2 separate regions of the Mus musculus genome follow, and region 2 is linked to region 1. A link is a contact called in public promoter capture Hi-C data. All regions are on one chromosome and are shown on one strand. The core of a region is the stretch at or near the end of the contact, and the rest is flanking DNA. Distances in the headings are between cores, read along the strand shown. Region 1 holds the start of Psmd1 (proteasome (prosome, macropain) 26S subunit, non-ATPase, 1). Region 2 holds the start of Tex44 (testis expressed 44).

What was found. Promoter capture Hi-C pulls out the DNA fragments that hold promoters and counts their contacts.
Region 2: a promoter capture Hi-C map of pre-B cells shows a contact between it and region 1, with 3 times the contacts expected there. The contact joins the promoter of Tex44 here to the promoter of Psmd1 in region 1. A contact is called at or near these places in 7 of 39 promoter capture datasets (the HPC-7 cell line, HPC-7-derived erythroid cells, embryonic stem cells and 3 more), 8 of 484 Hi-C or Micro-C datasets (the Ba/F3 cell line, CD4 T cells, the G1E-ER4 cell line and 4 more) and 6 of 115 datasets of contacts at active chromatin or transcription factors (the HPC-7 cell line, bone marrow-derived macrophages, embryonic stem cells and 2 more).

Annotation. Positions count from the first base shown.
Region 1 is chr1:86,061,110-86,068,404 of GRCm38.p6, reverse strand. It overlaps Psmd1 (proteasome (prosome, macropain) 26S subunit, non-ATPase, 1), which reads right to left and starts at 3,786. Exons shown (of 25, transcript NM_027357.2): 1 at 3,600-3,786. The coding sequence starts at 3,615.
Region 2 is chr1:86,421,994-86,429,288 of GRCm38.p6, reverse strand. It overlaps Tex44 (testis expressed 44), which reads right to left and starts at 2,960. Exons shown (of 1, transcript NM_027966.1): 1 at 1,240-2,960. The coding sequence starts at 2,918. The coding sequence ends at 1,326.

The sequences.
Region 1 (7,295 bases), core at 2,537-5,036:
CACCTGCTAAATAAATTTTGCAAACAGCTCTAGCAGTTTGGGGGAAGCCACAAAGGAAAAAGTACAAGGTTTAGCAGTAAAATGAAGGCAACTTACTGTTCTAAAAGTGGAAACCACTGGGAAGTGGTGGTGCACGCCTTTAATCCCAGCACTTGGGAGGCAGAGGCAGGCAGATTTCTGAGTTCAAGGTCAGCCCAGTCTATAGAGAGTTCTAGGACAGCCGGGGCCACACAGAGAAACCCTGTCTCAAAAAACCAAGTTTAAAAAAAAAAAAAAAAAAAGTGGAAACCTTGGTATGGTGGGTTGTTATGACACATTCAGAAAAAGAGAAGGAAAGATAAATGTTAAATTAAATCAATTGACTATTGAAATACTTAATAACTAGTGTGTATAGGTGGGGGGATGTGGTCCAGATGGCAGACCAGAACAGCTGACATGTGGAATGATCTTAAGTAACACAGAACTTAATCCTAAAGACACTTGTTACCTAGCACAGGCAATGTTGCACTGGAATGACTTTTTTTTTTTTTAAACCAGAGGAGATGGATCTTTGGACTTTCCTGTGTAGCTTCAACTGTGACTGGTTTCTTACATGGTTTCCTGGCACAGCCTTCAATGATGAGCATGGCTAAATCAAATATGCTATGTACGCCTACACTAATTTTTCTATATAAAGACAAAACAGAATTCAACTTTGGATAGGTGAAGACCTAAGTGCGGTTTTTTTAAACGTTATTTTATTCTACATGCGAATGTTCTGTCATCATGTATGTATGTGTACTGTGTGTGCTCAGTGCTCACACAGAAGCCAGAAGTGGGCATCTGATCCCCAAGAACTAGAGTTAACTAGAGATAACTGTGAGCCACCACGTGGGTGCTGGGAATCAAACCCAGGTCCTCTGCAAAAGCAACAAGTCCTCTTCACTACTGAGCCATCTCTGTCACTCCTAACCTAAGCGCTTTTTAAAAACTTGCATGAAGTGAAGCTGGAGAGATGCTCAGTGGTTAAGAGCACTGGTTGCTCTTACAGAGGACCAGTGCTCAGATCCCAGCACCCTATGACAGCTCACAACCGCCTATAACTCCAGTTCTGGAGGATCCGATGCCCTCTTTTGACCTCCACAGGTACCAAGCCACACAGGTAGTACACATATATACACAAAGGTAAAAAACACTCACACACATAAAATAAATAAATATAAATAAAAATAAGAGCTTATGTCATTATAGAAACTTAGTAGATACTGTCTTTAATTGTTGACTCAATTAATAGCAATATTTTCATATTATTTATCAATATAGAGGTATGTCCTGGAAATATTACTTAAAAGTTGAAAATGGTCAATCCAGGAGGTCAGAAGAGGATAGATGGTAGAAAACTATTGTTTTAAAGCTTGTCTGTGTTACTTCCTCTATTTGCTAAATCCAATCCACTCAAATTCATGCTTCCTTCTAGTGAATAAGTACTAATAATGTCTTTGTTCCCATTCCCTTTCATAGTCAAATCTCTTGAAAAACCAAAACAAAACAAAATGGTATACACTGACCTCTTAGTCACCATTGCTTTTAGCAAACACATGTGCCCAGTGAGTGAATGAATGAAGACTAGACCCATGACTCTGGCCTTTGTAGTGCTGGGGAGAGATCCTAAGCCCAGGTCCTAAACTAGCTAACTAGAGCTGACTGGAAACAAAGTGTCAAAAAGGAACAGAAGCTAATGTGCTCTATAAACATAAAGGATACCTATAAATGTATACTATGTTATCGTCTCAGTGTTTCAGGGCAGGACCACAAAGCTTGCAGTCCTGACACAGCAAGGAGGGTTGATTTTTCTGTCTATTCCTACCAAGTCCTCTTTCAGTCAGCTCTAAAAACTCAGGGGACTGATGTCTTCATTCAAGGCACACTGTTTAACATCTGCCACACACTCGGCAGTGTCCTTAGAATTATGGAAGCAGGTCTCCTGACCAAAATTCTACTCTGGAGTTCAGTGTAACAGATTAAGACAAGTTAACATGGTCATTACAGAACTGTGATGCCAGTTAGTGTTTCTAATAGAGGGATAAAGTCGAGATGAACACTGGAGATTTACAACACCTCGTGAGAGAAAAGGCTAGAGTAGGAACAGAATGTACAAGAACTCTTAAGTAGGAGAGAGGCCGAACAAAAAGTATAGCATGTTTACGATGTAATGGGAATGAGAAATGCTACACAAAGTTCCCAAAGCAAATTTGGAACTAGAGGAATGAGCTTAGACAAAGTATTGGGGAAAAAAAAAGAAAAGTCTTGAGGCTCATAGCCTAGGCAAGAGACAAAGGTGGCCTGGACCACATTCCAAATGAGGTGGCTATCTCTGCGTCCACCCTAACAGTATTCTATTAAGCACCCACACAACTATGATCAGTGAAGCCACCACTTTGAAGACCAGTGGTAATGGCGGGGCCTAAGCCTATTCTTACAAGTGGCAAAAAATCTAGTATTTTCCTCCAGAGCTAATTGGAAAAAAGAAAAGAAAATGCTTCTTTTGATGGGAACTAAAATTCATTGCAATCATCTGTCTCTATCAGGACAAAAGTCTAACTTCAAGTCCAAACACTTCTTCACGTGTTTAAAAATAACCAGCACAGAGTGTAGTAGTACACTACACATTTTTAATCCTAGTATTTAGGAAGCAGGGGCAGGAGATCTCTGTGAGTTTGAGGTCAGCTTGGTCTACACAGTGAGTTCGAGGACAGCTAGAGCTACACAGTGAGACCCTCCCCACCGTACAGCATACTGTCTACTGAGAACCCGTTTGTTCAAAATCAAATACTTGTAGAACAAGTACAGAATAGGAATAACAACCAAGCAAGGGTACGCAAGCAGCCAGGGCTGAGAAAGCATCGAGACTGGGAACAGCTATACGCAGTTCAAGTCTGTAGTGGGCTTGAAAAATCTCCATGTAGAAGTTCATCTCCCTCCACACCTTCCCATTTCAAAAGCCATTACAAGTATCTACCATACAAGTGTGCGAAACCTGCTTTGCAGTCCTGAGGATCTAAACACACACAGTAAGGTGGCTCTCCAGTCAATGCTGCCTTCACTGAACGAGGTTCTTAGGTGAATACGGTAGCACCAAAAACCCAGCCACCTCAAACCTAATTTCGGACTTCCAGGAGAAGATATCTCATGCACAAGCCAGAAGCACTTAGTGTAGCAGTTAGGCTGCCAGGCCAGGACCTGCTATAAGATGCTTACGATGACACCGGGGCCCATCCCAAACCGAAACACCTGCGGGGAAGGATTGGGGGGTCACTCGACCAAGAAGCGGACAGAGAATAAAGGTCCAGCGACCGCCTAGGAGCCCGGTCTGGTCCTGGAACGGGGGTGTGGCTGGAGAGGGACGGCCGGGTGGCTACCTGGTCCTATTCCTACGAACCCCAGGGGCCTGCAGTGACCTGGCCAGTTTCCCAGCCCTCGATCCCCGAGGTGGGCCTCGGGCAGAGGGGCCTCGCAGGCCGGCGCTCGACCCGGAGGTGCCCAGTCACCCGCCCTGACTCAGCTAAACGCCGGCGCGGCGGCGGCTCCTCACTGGGGCGCCTGCTCCCGGCAGCACTCACCGGCTGAAGTGATCATGGCTGCGCCCTGCACTCGCCGATCCACTCGTCCACAGTCCTGGCCAAGCCCTGGATCTGTCAGCTCAGGGCCCGCTTGCTCTACCGCACCTCCAGGGTCCCGGGTGCGCTGCTCAGTCAGTCCCCTCCACAGGCCGCCGGCTCGCTTCTAGCCGAGGACCCCGCCCGCCCTAGGGCTGCCCGCATCTCCGCCTGAGGCTTGGCTCAAATTCACCGCCACGCTGTGTCTTTTATGCAGCTTCCGCCTCTCGAGATCATGCAACAAGGTAAAAAAACATGTCGTTGTTTTTTATAACTCTCCGTGAAGTCAGAGATCTGGCCGGCTGCGAACGGACATTCATTTCTAGTTGCAATCAGGCTTCAAAATAGACACCCTTGCAAAGAGAGGCCCACTCATCACCCGCCATTGCTAAGAGAATGAGTGTTAGGGGAGGTATAAGCATTGCTCGCAGCGCCACCTAAGGCTATGGAGGTCTCACTGCAATAATGCCCACCAACCCAAGACTACAGGGAAGTATTTTCTTAGAAAAGCGACTGAGGCAGAAGGATCTTGAATTCGAGGCCAGCCTGGGCTATAAAAGATCTGCTATCAAAGTAGGGGAAGGTGGTGGTGGGATAATGCTGGAAAGGCGACTTGGTCGCTTAAGTGGTTGCCATAAAAGCATGAAGACCTGAAGTTGAGTTAGGATTCCCAGTGGCCGGTGTAAACCCAGTGCTGGGGGAGGTGAAGGCAGGTGGATATCTGGGGCTTGCTGGCCGGCCTGTGTAGCCGGTTGGTGAGCTCCTGGTCTAGTAAGAGACTCTTGTTTCCAAAAAATAAAGTGGCTGGGTGTTGTGGTTCACACCTTAATCACAGCACTCAAGAAGCAGAGGAAAAGGCAGGAAGATCTCTGTGGATTTAAGGCCAGCCTGGCCTACAAGTGGGTTCCAGGACAGCCAGAGCTACAAAGTAAGACCTTGAGGAGTGTGGGGGTAGGGAAGGAAGAGTGGGAGAGCAATTGAGGAAGACACCCAATGTCAACCTCCGGCCTACTTGCGTATATGTGTATATATGTGTATATACATATACATGTGTATATGTTTGACACAAACTTGCCTCCATGCCTGTGTCTTTCGTACAGCCTCATCCAGCGAAGGCCCCCCTCCCCCCAAATATGAACATACACAAAAATAGACTGTCCAGGTGTCAAACATGGTGGTACACCCCTTGGGAGGCAATGGTAGGCAGATCTCTGTGAGTTCCAGGCCAGCCTCATCTCCATAGTGAATTCTAGTGAAGGAGGAGTCAATTGTGAGACCCTGTCTTAAAAAGGCTGGGTTGGTGGCAGTTCGGAGAGTTGCCTTTAGTGGTTAAGCTTCCAGAGAACCCAAGTACAATTCTGAGCACCCACATCGAGTAGCTCACAACTACTTGTAACTCCAGCTCCAGGGGGTTTGATGCTCTCTTTTGGCCTCCACAGGTACCTATACTCATGGGCACATAGACACACACAAATAAGTAATAAATACCTCTTTAAAAATAGAAAGCCTGTCTCTAAAATACAAAAACTTCACAGTACTTTATTATGATAATGAATGAACTAGTCTATCATAAATAAACAATGAGAATGGGGTGGGGGATCCTATACAATAGCCCAGGTGGTCTGCAAGCTTTCTTTGTAGCTGGGAGGTCCTGGAACTTCTGATCAAGGTCTGATTGGGGAATGCGGGGGATTACAGGTGTGCACCACAATATCTGTTTTTTGCAGCGCTGACAACTGAACCAGGGTCTCATGCATGCTAGATAAGCAACACTTTAACTGAACTACATCCAGAACCCCCATAAGACTTAAAACTTGACACCTGGAACTGCTAATACTGTACATTTTACGTTTCAAAAGGCAGAAGTCTGGCCGGGTGTGGTCGATCATTCAGAAGGCAGAGGCCAGGGAGCTCTGTGAATTCAAGGTCAGTCTGGTCTATAGTGAATTCCAGGACAGCCAGTGCTATGTAGAGAGACCCTGTCTCAAAAAAACAAAACAACGGGCTGGTGAGATGGCTCAGCTGCTCTTCCGGAAGTCCTGAGTTTAATTTCCAGCAATCGCACATGGTGGCTTACAACCATCTATAAAGGGATCTGATGCCCTCTTCTGGCATGCAGGTGTACATGCAGACAGAACATTCATACATTAAACAAATACATAAATTAAAAACACAGAAATATTAAAAAACAAAGCAAAAACAGAAGTATGTGATAATATATAGGAAAAAAATGTCAAAGGAAGAAACAATGCTGTATATTCTGTTCTCCTCCTAGCAAAAAGTTCCTAATGTATCTTCAGGATTTTGAAATGACAGTTGTGACTTTTACTTACTCTCTTCTTTAACTAAAAAATTATGTATATGGATGATGTATGTGTGTGTCTGTGTGTCCATGTGTCCGTGTGTCTGTGTGTCCGTCTGTCCATGTCCCTGTACCACATGCATGCCTACTGCCCTTGGAAACCAAAAGTGAGCATCAGGTCCCTTGATGGTTGTAAGCCACATGTGGGTGCTGGGAACCAAACCTTAGTCCTTTGGAGAGCAGCCGGTGCTCTTAATCACCGAGTTGTCTCTTTAGTCACTCTCAGGTAGCAGCTTCATCAGTAGACTTACTTCACTAGTCAATGCAGAGAAAATTTTGACAAAGGTTAGTGGTAAACAGTGATCTGTGTATGATGGGGAGTTACCAGGAATCGAATCCAGGGTCATGGTCCGTAATCACTTTAACATCTAGTCTTAGCCCTGGCCAACAGTTCTGTTGAGCCATTAGCTTCTCACCACCAAGCTGTTTGGATAGCAGTGACTGAAACCTATTTCTGTGGCCTTCTCAAAATCTAACATAGTGAAACAAAGCAGTGTTTTGCAGTTGCCAGCAAATTAAAAGTGATTGGTGACATACTTGAGTGTGTGTACTTTTTAATAATTTAGTACTTTGAAATCATACTTGCAAAAGGCAAACTCCTTTAAAGGAGTTGAGCCGATGACTCAAGTTGAAAGGCGCTTACCAAAGAGGAGTGCATAAAAGATAAGCAGATTGAGTGTCTGGGGTACACTTCTACAGAGACACCTTCACATAAAGACCCCTAGGAAGTCACAAGCAAATACCACAAAGTCATACAGGAGTGAAGTGAAGAACCAGCCTGCCTCCATCTTAGGCTTCAAAGCCATCTTATAGTAAAGACAAACTAGGTTCCCTCCTGTTTATGATTAAGCCTGTTTCTCAAGGCTTTGCCCGACTTGTAACCTTAACTACAAATGGTTCTGTGCCACGTTCCTCCTGTATGGCCCTCGACAGGCAATCATGTCTTTGTTTCAACCATCTTGCAACCCTTCCTGTGTTTCAAAAGGTTATAGGACCACCTATGAGTACCTTGTTATGACTAGCTGTTGCTATGACTACCTTGTTATGACTGTTGCTATGACTACCTTGCTCTGCCCACCTTTGTCTTTGTCTGAGGAGGTCATCAGGACTGACTTATTATAATGTTCTGTTCCTGTGACCCCCCCTCCTATTTTGCCCACCAAATCCCCTACCCCTGTGCTGTAGAAAGCCTTGACTTCCCCACATCCAATGCTGACCTCTCAAACCCTGCCTTAGGGGGAGCAAGCCTGTGGACACAAATACAAAGGCTTGCTTTAATTAATTGCTTGCTTTAGTTA
Region 2 (7,295 bases), core at 1,711-4,210, 360 kb before region 1:
TGCTCTTAAAGGTGTGGACCACCACAACCTGCTCATTTTGGTTTTAAGGCAGGGTCTCTCATTGGCCTGCCTAAGAAGCCCCAGGGATCCTTCTGTCTCCATCCAGTGCTGGAATTACAAGCATTCACTACCACACTCTGTTACAGCAGAGTCCCGACGCAAGTCCTCAAGTTTATAAGCCCTATTCTTTTCTTTACCTGGGCTGAATTTATTTATTTATTTAGGTTTTTCGAGACAGGGTTTCTCTTTATAACCCTGGAACTCAGAAATCTACCTGCCTCTGCTTCCCGAGTGCTGGGATTAAAGGCATGCACCGCCACGCCTGGCTTGGATTTATTTTTATAAATTTTTAATTTATTTATTAGTGTGTGTGTGTGTGTGTGTGTGTGTGTGTGTGTGTGTAATTTGAAAGGGCTGGTTTTCTCCTACTGGAGATGCTAGAGATTAAGCTCAGATTGCCAGCCTTACTTGCTGAGCCATTTTGTTAGCCCTTGGGCTGGCTTTGAACTTCTGAAGTTCTTCTGTCTTCACCTTCCAGGCCTTGGAATTACAGTAATATACAAGTAGCCCGGCATGGTGGCACACATCTTTAATTCCAGCACTTGGGAGGCAGAGACAGGTGGATATCTGTAAATTCAAGGCCAGCCTGGTATAGCAAACTCCAGGCCAAGGCAAGGCAACATAATGAGACCCTGTCTCAAAGAAACAACAACAACAACAAAGAACCCATAAAACAAAGACAAAAAAACAAAACAAAACAAAACAAAAAACAAGAAGAAATGTAGAGGCCTTGCCCTGGAGAAGCCAGGAGAGTTAAACACAGTTTATGTCTAACTGGAATGATGCAGTTTTACAGCCTGGTGATCCTTTGCTGTTTGATGAGACAAGCTCTGCCCGTATCTCCCAGAGTTTATGTTTGTACTTATCCCAGGCCCTTTCCCCTAAATCTCCATCGCATTTAGACCACAAGCTCATTCTTAGGAGGGATGTCACTTGTGTTTCACAACAGCCTAAGTGACAGCTGTGTTCTGTTAGGGCCAGCCTAAGTGTGTGCGCATCCCTCCTGTGAGGCCTGATATTGTACCCTCTACCCCCAAACCCTCTCCTACCTTCCAAAACCTCAATCGGTAGCTTGGGCATGGGGCTGAGCAACAGGCAGGTACATGTCCTCGGTTTACCTGTGGGCCCCATCGGTCCTTTTACCCTGTTGTCCCACTGCATGGATAAGGGCAGAGCTTAGAAAATAAACGCTTGTGGTTATTTACTGAAAGGCAGGGGACAGTTACCTAGTGCAGGGTTGGGGAAGAAGTAGGGGGCTTGCTGGTCTAGTTACCACTGGGGCCAGTGCGGGCCCAGCGTGAGGTGAGATGATGGGCCAGGTAGCGCATAGCTGAACGGATGCCTTCCATAGTCCGTCTCTCCACAGACTCCAGCAGGTGCGTGACAGAGTGCAGGGCTGAGCCAGTTCCAGACATCACCCCAGAGGAGAAAGCTGACCTGGCGCTGCGCAAGAGGCTGGCGACAGTCCGCAGGCGGGGACCCTCGTCTTGTAGCCGGTCAGCTGGAGAGCTGCAGCCCGAGGCCAGAATGCCCACAGCCACACCCATGCGTGTGGCTGTGTCTGACCACACCAGGATGTCTGTGAGGGAGCTGATGGAGCCCTCTCCACAACCCAGCAGGCTGGTCATGGAGCGCATGTAGTCGTTCTCCACATCAGGTCTATACAGATTGGGGTCCAGAAGGTTCCTGCCCAGGGCCACCTGGTAGAAATCTGGAGAGTGGGGTGGGCTGCCACCTGGGGAGCCTGGGTCAGGTGGATCCGGTGGGATACCTGAGTCAGCAGCTGAATCCTCACTGGTCAGCCCTGGCGATCTAGCTTTGCTCCCAGGGTTCAAGGCCTTGAACCCTTCAGCTTCCTGCTTGGCCGAGTTGGTGGTAGGCGTGGGTTCTGGGTCGCGACCACTGGTATCGGAAGGGGGTGGGTCAGCAGCTCCCACCGAAGTCTGGACATGTTCAGGCAGGTTAGATAGCACGTCAGCATTTGGAACTAATACTGGCTGCCCTTCTGGAACATTCGGGTTTCCCAGTGTCTTTTCCTGGGTCTGGGAGTCACTCGGGGAAACCGTCCGGCTCCGACTTGTACGGTTGTTTTCAGCTAGCCTGTCCCACACTGGGTTCTGGAAACCCACAAACACTTGCAGGATACCTGGGTCTTGGGGCAGCAAAGATGTGGTCTCTTCAGGATTGTCCTGGCCCTGATGTGGAATATCTGGGCTCTCATCTTTGACTGCAGAAGTTGCTGTATCTGTGGAGATGGCTGGCTCTACATCTTGCCCTATGGAGGTGTCCATCTGCATGGAGGGCTGATCTTTATTCTGTCCCACAGAAGTGGCAATCTGCAAAGATGCCTGGTCTTCATCCTGTCCCATCAAGGTGGCAGTCTGTATGGAGGCCTGATCTTTATTCTGTCCCACAGAAGTGACAATCTGCAAAAATGCCTGGTCTTCATCTTGTCCCATCAAGGTGGCAGTCTGTATGGAGGCCTGGTCTTTATCCTGCTCAAAAACTGTGTTAATCTGCATGTACGCCTGGTCTACATTTTTCTCCGTGATGGTGGAAATCTGCTTGGAGAGCAGGTCCTCATCTTGTCTCATGAAGGTATCAGTCCGAATGAAGTCCTGCTCTTCATTTTGCTCTGTGGTGATGGCTTTCGCCTCAGAGGTTTGATCTACATCATGTTCAGCTAGCACTTCGTCGATGTCTCCTGGTGGGACGTCATCGGGCAGGGAGTCTGGTCCTTCGGACTCTCCGGGTAAATCTGCAGAGTTTTCATCAGCTGTGTTGTCCGAGGAGGCCTCGGGAAGATCATGTGTAGAACTGCTGCTGGCTTCAGGGTCTTCCAAGGGCTCAGCGGTCATCTATGCCCCCTGCTACTTATGGTGGTTGGGAAGGAGTGGCTTGGCCCTGCTAGGCTCAGTTGTCCAGGTGGTGAGGTCACAGCAGGTTGTGGGCAGCTGATGATGTCACAGGTACTTGTAGAGCAAGGGTCCTGAATGTCCTGAGTCTGCTGAGTGGCTGTCCTGGCGAGCTGACTATAGGTGGTGTTGCATAGCCAGAGTAGTGGGTACAGAGGAAATGAAGAATAACTGTCTTGGTTTAAGATGGAGATACGTAGGTAGGTGCAGATGCAGCCGCAGGGCTGTGAGTGGTTTCGGGAACTGTACTTTGGGGCATGATACAGGAAGGTAATGCTGAGTTTGAATTAGTAGGTTTTAAACTTATTTTGGGGACAGGGGATCAGTGCTCTTGTTATGTAGTTGAGGCTGGTCTCCCACTCTGATCTTCCTGTCTTAGCCTCTCAAGAGCTAGGATTACAGACATTTGTTATACCAGGTTATCCCTCCCACCATCTCTCTATTCTATTGGGCTACTTCAGGACCCCAATTTCTTTCTTTCAGGCCGGTCTTTCTTTGGTAATTTTTCTAGCAATGAGGAGGAATAGTGGAGGCCAGGGCCTGGGCGGCATCTAGGCTGGCTATCCTTAGTGCTAGAGTTAACCTTTTGACACAGGACAATCTACCTGCTCATCTGGGCTGGGAGGGCAGGGCACCACTAATGGGTACAGACTCCAGGGCAATCCTAAGAAGAGCTTGGTCCCCAGATAACCCCACTGTATGAAGAAGGTAGCCGGGGACTGGGTTTGGCTGAGTGTAGCGCACTTGCCCAGCATGCTCTGGTTCCATCCCCAGCATTGGAGTGGATGGTTCTATTTGTGTGTTTGTGCTCACCCTAGTTGCCAGGTTAGGTGTAGTTCCTGCTCCTGGGGATAAGAGGAGATGCAACCATCTGATGATGCCCCTAGGGACCCCAGCATCCCTAGGGAGAACTGGGTCTATGTTTATATCTTCTCTCCTAGGGGCAAGGCTGTGGGTCCATGACTGCCCCACTGCTAGGCACAGCCTCTTGGGGAAGCGGAACGCTGGGAGTTTGACTGCCTTTATTCCATGCCACCGCCACTGTGACTGCTGCCGGGGCTGAGACACCTCCCGGGTGGGAAAAAGCTGGAGTTGGTTCAGGGGTCCCTGGGCCTGCAACGAGGCCTGGGCCGTGGGGTTCTCAGACTCTTAGACATCCGCTGGGAGTTTCAGCAGAGCAGAAAACAGAGTCGGGCTGTGGGCTGGGGACAGTGTCTAGCCTGGGGTGGGGGGAGGGGAAGGGGGAGGAGCTCCGGCTTGTCCCAGGGGGTGATATTGTCCTTAGCTTGGTGGAGGCAGGCTTGGTGGCAGTTGTGGCTGAGAGCACAGAGAGACCTTCTATGGGAGAATTAAGCTGCGGCTCTGTAGTTGAATGCCTTCCCCATGGCTCCCCACTGTGGCTCTTGTTGAAAGAGACAGTCCACAGTTCTAAACAGTTTATTGGCTGTTCATGGTGGAAAATGGATGTGTACTGTATCCACTTCTCCGGGTGGACCTGAGGTTAAATACCTTTTGCAGGGAGGAATGTCTGGGAAGGGAAGCTTATTGGCTAAGTCCTCCAGGCCTCTAGGTACCTCATTAGCATGGAGAACTCAGTTTTGGGGAGGGGGGAAGGAGGGGAGAGGGGAGGGATGGAGGGAGGGAGAGAGAGAGAGAGAGAGAGGGAGAGAGAGAGAGAGAGAGAAAGAGAGAGAGAAGAAATGCAATTATACTCTTGGGCCAGGTGGTGGTGGTGCAAGCTTTTAATCCCAGCACTCCTGAGACAGAGGCAGGTGGCTCTGTGAGTTTGAGGCCAGCCTGGTCTACATAACAAGCTCCGGGACAGCCAAGACTACATAGTAAGAAATTTTCTTTAAAAACAACAAAAGATAATCAATGGTCTGTGGTGGAGGGATGCTGGCCAGTATGGTAACTGACTTACCATGCCTGTAGATGCAACCTAATGGCAGCTCTGGGTCACACTGTAGTAGTTCCATCACAGAACACAGGCTTCCCCCTCTATCCTTCCTGTGTTGTCTCCCATTCTGCCTCTCCTGGTCCCCTGTCCCTGGCTCCTTCTCTGAAGTGATGGCTTAAATTGGGGCTGTTCCTTACAGGCCTACGTATTTGAGCACCCAGTCCTCAGCTTGTAGGGTCGTTCTGAAGTCTGTGGAGCCTGAAGGAAGTGGGGCTTGGCTGGCAGAACTAGGTCCCTGGCACAGGGTCTTTGTAGGTCATGCTTACCCTGGGTTCCAGCCATGCTCTCTCCTTCCTGTTTGCTGTGATGTGAGCAACTGTCACCATGCCACCTGTCATGATACACAGGCGACATGTCTCTAAAGCACCAGCCAGAACAAGCTTACCCTTGAGTTGTTTCTGTCGAGTGTCCTGTCCTCCAGTGTCCCCCTCTTTACCCTCCCTGGACCCTCGGCTTTCCTCAGCTCCCTCCACCTAATTTCCTGAGATAGGCCCCACATCATGGGAACTGAGTGGAACTGTATAAAAAACTCTTCAACGAGATGTGTGTGTGTGTGTGTGTGTGTGTGTGTGTGTGTGATATGATGTGTTGCACACAGGGGTGTGTAACAGTGAGTACACACTTCTTTGTACACACAGAGGCTATAGGAGGATCTGAGGCAGGGTCTCTCCCTGACCCTGGAGCTGTAGCCACAAGCTCCAGGGACTCTCTTGCCTCTTCCTCACTGTGCCAGGACCACACTTGTGCATATGCAGCAGTGCCCTGCTTTTTACTGGGGTGCTGCGGATTCAAACTTAGGTCCTCATCCTTAGCAAGCACTGATACCCACTGAACCACCTCCCCAGCCTCAGGCCTGATTTTATGAGGTGCATTTTATGACCGTCAAACCTAAGACTAGTAGCAACTAGACCACATCTCCTGACTCATTTCATTTCAAATGCTATAAAGATCTATGTGAAAGAAAAGGCTGGGGAGGGGAGTGTAAGTATTTGAGAGAAAGAAAGAAAAGGGGAGAAAGAGAGAGAGAGAGAGAAAGAGAGAAAGGGGCTGGAGGGGATGGCTTAGCAGTTAAGAGCACATGCTGGTTTTCCAGCGCACTGGAGTTTGGTTCCCAGCATCTGAGTAGAGCAGATCATAGCTACCTGTAACCTAGTCTCCAGGAGAGGAGATCTGATACTTTCTTCTGCCTCTAAGAACACTTGCACCTACGTGGCCCATGAGTTCATAAACACACACACACACACACACACACACACACACACACACACGAATTTAAAAAAAAAAATCTATGTGCAGCCAGGCATAGTGACACACAAACTTGTAATCCCAGTGTACTGGCTAGTTTTGTGTCAACTTGACACAGCTGGAGTTATCACAGAGAAAGGAGCTTCAGCTGGGGAGATGCCTCCATGAGATCCAACTGTAAGGCATTTTCTCAATTAGTGATTGATCAAGGGGGAAAGGCCCCTTGTGGGTGGGACCATCTCTGGGCTGGTAGTCTTGGTTCTATAAGAAAGCAGGCTGAGCAAGCCAGGTGAGGCAAGCCAGTAAGGAACATCCCTCCATGGCCTCTGCATCAGCTCCTGCTACTTGCCCTGCTTGAGTTCTAGTCCTGACTTCCATTGTTGATGAACAGCAGTGTGGAAGTGTAAGCTGAATAAACCCTTTCCTCCCCAACTTGCTTCTTGGTCATGATGTTTTGTCCAGGAATAGAAACCCTGACTAAGACACCCAGGATGTGGAAGGTGAAGGCAGGAAGATTAGGGGTACCAGGTCATTCTTGACTACATTTGCAGTTTGAGAAAAATCTGTGCTACCTGAGAGACCCTGCTCCATCTCAGCAAACCAAGGAGCTAGCTACCTCAGGAAGACTGCAGCAAACAGGAGGCTAGCCCGGCCTGTACGGCTTACTGTGTCCAAGAAGCAAACAAATAAAAAGGATAGAAAATAGGATAAAATAGAAAAGCAGACTTCAAGCCTGTGCCTTAACACCTGCAGGATTCATCTTATAAACTTATCGCGGGCCTGTAGCTAAGTTAGAGCAGGCAGGCACACAAGTTAGAGCAGGCGGGCACACTGCTTCCACCTGCCAGTGTGAGCATGGTTAGGGCACACTTATACCCACCCAAAGTATCTTGCTATGCTCTCCACCATTTTTTTTTTTTAGGTTTACTTATTTATTTTATGCATGTGAGTACATTGTTGCTACCTTTGGACAGACCAGAAGAGGGCATCAGATCCCATTACAGATGGGTGTGAGCCACCATGTGGTTGCTGGGAATTGAACTCAGGACCTCCGGAAGAGCATTCAGTGCTCTTAACCACTGAGCCATCGCTCCAGCCCTCTCCCACTCTTTATACCC